Regions from separate parts of the Acanthopagrus latus genome. Here region 2 is linked to region 1. The links are chromatin contacts, called in public Hi-C maps. All regions are on one chromosome and are shown on one strand. The core of a region is the stretch at or near the end of the contact, and the rest is flanking DNA. Distances in the headings are between cores, read along the strand shown.

The links. A called contact is a pair of places that touch in the nucleus more often than the background predicts.
Region 2: a contact with region 1 is called in a Hi-C map of muscle, with 4 times the contacts expected there. The contact joins the promoter of gramd2aa here to the promoter of trip4 in region 1. A contact is called at or near these places in 4 of 4 Hi-C or Micro-C datasets (liver and muscle).

The regions. Positions count from the first base shown.
Region 1 is chr4:5,815,179-5,817,908 of fAcaLat1.1, forward strand. trip4 (activating signal cointegrator 1) reads left to right here and starts at 1,400. Exons shown (of 13, transcript XM_037096255.1): 1 at 1,400-1,597. The coding sequence starts at 1,518. LOC119018796 (neuronal acetylcholine receptor subunit alpha-7-like) reads left to right here. Exons shown (of 10, transcript XM_037096770.1): 10 at 1-822.
Region 2 is chr4:6,003,247-6,005,976 of fAcaLat1.1, forward strand. It overlaps gramd2aa (GRAM domain-containing protein 2A), which reads left to right and starts at 1,383. Exons shown (of 12, transcript XM_037096440.1): 1 at 1,383-1,704. The coding sequence starts at 1,565.

The DNA of each region.
Region 1 (2,730 bases), core at 150-2,649:
TGAATGTTTGGAATGTATGTTACCGCAAACCACAGATATGTCCATGCTTTACTTTTCATCATGTTCACATTTTTAATTTTATTTTGTGTTTTGGTTAAAACATACTCAGTTTTTAGCTGCAAATGGCAAAAAAAAAAAAAAAGTCTCCAGTGGTTTCCTCACATTGCGGTTTCTCATCTCGCAGCCGTCTCGCCCAACTGTGATCTCATCACTCTCCTGACACGAAAGAAAAAAATGTTGATGTGATACATATGAAAAGTACAAATGTAATGTATCTGATGTTTTCAGAAATGTTACACTGCCAACGTTTGATTCTGGCAACGTTTTGATTCTAAGCTGTGAAAATGACCAGCTCTTGCCTTTGATTTTTAAAGTGGCTTATGACTAATACCACAAAACATGTAGTCGTTTGTTATGTGATGTTTCCTCTGTATTGTTGTTCTGTAAACTGTATCTTAGAAGATCTTCTCTAAATTGTAAAAACATAAAGCTTAACAACCACTGTATGTTGAAATGTATCAGTTCTATCACAAGAATACTCATATATCCAGTTGTGATGATGTAAATCACCTATATATTAAAACAAATTATTATTGATTATTGTCTAAAGCTTAACTGAACACCTCAGTTTAACAATGTAGTCACTTAGTTTGACTGATTGTTCCTCACTCATTTTTCATCATTTTGTGATAACTTAAGGGTTACCATGAGGTCAACTCTGTTTTTTTTACATCACTTAATTTCAATGTATGATGTTTTTGTTCTCATCGAGTCAACAAGTTCACAAATAAATGATTTTTTCTATGTAACAATGTGACAGCATACTGAACGGCTGTGACAATCGTGTTTTGTTAGTATACCTCTGTTTTCTCCACATTCTCCTACTGGCACACTTCACAATATTTACACAAAATACAGATTAAGTGAAGAATGAATGTTGGATATTAGAATACACATAGTTATATCCGATAATGTGAACATGAGAGATAGATAAGCTAAGATTTTTTTTTGTTGCACATAAATATATGAACAACTTATGGAATATTATGTTTAGTTATAAATGACACTACTAAACATTAAATGAAAATGATAAATTGGTTAATCTGTTATTCTCTTGATGGGAAATCTAACGGCAACTATTCAGATACTTGGTTTTCAGGATAAAACTTATCCTGGTTTCATATTTCTCTTTTGAGAGCTGCTCTCCTTTTGATTATTTTATTTTGAATACATCTGAAATGTGTTGACTCTGTGTTTCACTGCATTACAAAACCTTGTAATAAAAATACACTGATAAGAGACTTTATCGTGTGCAAGTGTCTCGAACGTCAGCTCCCTGAGCGGAACCTTAATTACAGCACGGCATGTTTCAGGACGGGATTCTCTGCTACTACGCCGTCACTGTGTGCGCGCCTTTGTTATGTCACCGACTGGAAACACGGTCAGTTTTGGTTTGACACGACACACCGGCGCATCTTAGCTTCGAGCTCCGATTGTGAAGTCTGTCCTTCGGCAAAATGTCGGAGGCTTTGCTGCAGTGGTGTGTGGACCAGCTGCACCATAAGTTCGGGCTGGAGGCGTGTGAAGACATCGTCCAGTAAGAAATGTTGACGCGAGTTGAGTGAGACTGAAGTGACGAACTGTCGGCCAACATGCTAACGTGACCATGCACAAGTCTGCCAAATACAAGCCGCTAGCTTGGAAGTAACATACCGTACTGTGTTCAAGCTCTCCATTATGTCTACTTCTTAAAATATTAATAATGTCAGTTAAGGTTATGAGTGTTTGTCAAATACACCGCTTTCCTGTGACAGAGCAACCCACAGGCTAATGAAGTTTGGTATCAAGCTGTCACAGTGACAGGTAGACACTCTGACAGGTGTATTAGATAACTGCAAACCAATGATATGATTCTCTAACGTGTCAAGGTGACACATCCTGAGTGACGCACTTTATGTGTATGTGTGTCACGTCAAATATCAGATTGTGTTTTAATCTTGATTTGCGTAATAAGTTGTGAGGCTAGGTAACTTAAAATCTTTGACTCAGCCTGTGATCTCCCAGAAGGACATCAGCGTCTTTAAATGTCTGCAAGTGGTGGTCAGGTACAACTAGCACCACTTGAGAGATACAAACAAACAAACAAACAAACAACATATAATGGATTATTTTCCCATCATGTTAGACTTTATTACTTTTCTGTTTAAAGGTGACATCCTGAGTGATGTAACTACTTCTAATCTGTGTCGTTTGTGTCGCATGAATGTCTAGATCACGATTTAAAAATGCATTTTGAACAGTAGACATTTGAGCAGCTTTCAATAAGAGGACAGCCTGAATACAATGTGACATGTTTTTAACAACATGTAATCTCACAGAAGCACATGGACATCATCAAACGAATTCAATATTTGTGCTGCTCTAATGCAACATTCTCTCACACAATATCTGATGGTAACGCTTCACAATCAGTAGCCTGTAAATGGTGAATAATCTGAAACTGGAAATTAACTTGTAACTCCTTTTGTTAAATACATGCAGAGGGGAGAAAGTATAAAGTAGCAGAACATGGAAATACTCAAGTAAAATCCAAATTGTTCTTAAGAACAGCACAAAAGTAAATTGTACTAAGCTTTCTTTCATCAATGGTTGTTAGAAATTTTGGTGCAAAGAATTTAAATTTCTGTCACAAATACCAGTTTTCAGTCTTCCCTTGATAACTACAATTGG
Region 2 (2,730 bases), core at 133-2,632, 190 kb after region 1:
AGTAGTATTCCTTTCCTTGAGAAGCTGAACAGATGATGCTCTGAATACATATTAGAATACAGACACTGTACATGCTCAACTGAAGCTTTGCTCATGTTACAATCGACCCTGTGGAGTTTTCTTCTCTTCAGAATAAAGGTTGTAATTACATTCTAATATCTTTGAAGTCAAACAAACATGTTGGGTGCAGTTCTTCCCTCATCATCTTAAATCCAGCACTCTTTACATCCCTGCTTACCTGCTTGCAGTCTTCTATCCCACTTTTGCTGCTGCATTGCAGCATGTTGCCACCATCTGTCAATCAGCTGGAATATAAAACCATTATCTTTCACAAACTGCACTACTCAAGGTCAAAACGCCACAGGGTGCCTTTACATCTGAGACTGACGTGCGTACCAGTCCTGATGTTAAAGTACATCTAATTTTGAGGTAGCTTATGATTTATGATTGCCTGCATGTATGCAGAAACTCTACCAGTCTTATTATTATTCAACACAGAGTATTTTAGTCATGTCTGAGTTTGTTTGTTTTTTTGTTTTTTTTTTAGGTCAATATTTTTGCTGAAGTGTCAAACATTTGCAGGCAGGAGCTTCTTAAATGTGAAGCTTTGCTGCTTTTTTCAGCTCTGTTTAACTGAACACTAACTATCTTTGAGTTTTTTGGACTGTTGATCAAACATATTAAGCAATTTCAAAATCACCCCAGGCTCAGAAAGTTGTGGTTTACCTTCTTTTAATACTGATCGACTAAAGAGTTACTGTAATGATGATTGAGTGAAATTTCTTAAATTGATAGTCTGCAGTCTTAACAATTAATTATCAGTTCATCTTATATATGAAATTTGTTGAAGGTTTTTCCACTGACATGATCAAAAGTGAAAACAAAGTTAACACCAAATTACACAAACATAAATGAATAACTTCATAACTTCAGAACACTGTTTAATGTTAAAAGGTGTCCTGCTAACATTAATAAAACAAAACAGTATAAACTGTGTTTGCAACATCAGTTTTTGCGTCATGAAAATCAGTGACTGAATCATTTTCTCTTCTCCCTAAAACTACATAATGCACCTTTAACATCCCAGTTGCAGCCTGAGCAGCTGTCAGCAGCTCTCACACACACTTTATCTGCCTCTGCTGTGACATTCACTTCTATCAGTCAGTGGGGATATTTTTAACTGCCCCTAATGCTCCTGAACTGAGTCTACGCTCTGTGCATTAGCATAATGCAACATCAGTGACAGCGACTGATTACGCCAGGGATGATTTTGTTGAGTGTAAATGTGAAATCTGATTATCCTCTGTGCTCTGCAGAGGGAGGAGGGCCAGAGAGAGAGGGAGAGGGAGAGGGAGAGGGAGAGGAAGAGGGAGAGCGAGGTTGGCTGGAGGAGAGATTCAGATGGGAAGGAGGGGTTAAGATAGCAATGTGCTGAGCCAATGGCTTTTCCACAGAGCAGCTGGCTGGCATCAGGACAGGACAGGCCGCTCAGAGGACGCATACCTTGAGGACGGCTCTCCTCCGCTCGCTGTAGGACACTAAGGGTGACTTCCAGGAGGTGTTCATGGGATGCACTATCTACGCAGCCAGCCCTAAGGCCCTGCCTGCCGACGAGGCCCCCGGCCAGGACAGATACTACCAGCTCCCCCACTACCGCCACCCTCATGGTAACTGCAGCCAGAGGATAGCAGCCAGCAGAGCCAGGTCAGTCAGCTGCAGCACACAGGAAGTGCACTGCAGGTAGAGAGTATGTGGCACGCTGCTCACAAAGTGCGTCCAGGTAAAAGCAATTCATTACTGCAACTGAGCCAATCACAGGAGGAGATTTAGAGAGATGAGAGATGTGTCAGAGAGGGAAGTTTGAGCTGGGGACGACAGGAGGCAACTCTGAGATCAGGACGACGTCCCTCCATGTTTTAAGAATCAGTGTATGCGGATAAATATTAAAGATTTAAATAAAAGATAATTATTTACTAAGTTTGTTGATCATCGATTAATTTTTTTAAGCAAAAAAGTCAAATATTTCCTGGTTTCAGTTTCTTAAAAGTGAGCATTTATTTGCGCCATAAAACGCAGGTATTAATTCATTTATTAAATGTAAAATAATAAGATTTTTATTTCTTTAATTCATTTATTTATGTAGTTATGTCTTTATTATAGTTGGTTTTTGCAGGTCTGGTAGGTCTGAAGAGATTTTGGCTTTTGGACTGTTCGTTGGACAACAGAAGCATTTAAAGACGTCACTTTTGGCTGTGGGAAATTTTAAATGTTTAAACAGTGAATCAAGTAATGGTAACTTACTCTAAAGTGATATACACTGATTTTTTTAAACATTAGCTGCTATTTAAATGTTTCCAGATATCAAATGCACAGGAAGGAGACATGAAGCACTAAAATGGATGAGAAAGTGAAGGGATTACACCGTCTCTTTGTTACATCTTTATTGTCATCACTTTGACGTTTTATTGTGGTATTTTCAGATTTCTTCTCTCATATAACACTGAACATTTATGCACCTTGTAACACCTGCGGTTTGGAAACAGGTGAGTCAGCCGTGGTTAGGATTTTAAAAACCACAGAGTTTATGATTCAAGTGTTGCTAAAGCCATGATTCACTGATGTAGCAGCGATTGTGTTGAGATGAAGTCACACTAAAGTTTCTTGTCATATTTTCCCAGCACCATGTACAAACTAAACCTCGTCCTCCTTCAGGTGCTTCTGTCTTTTCTC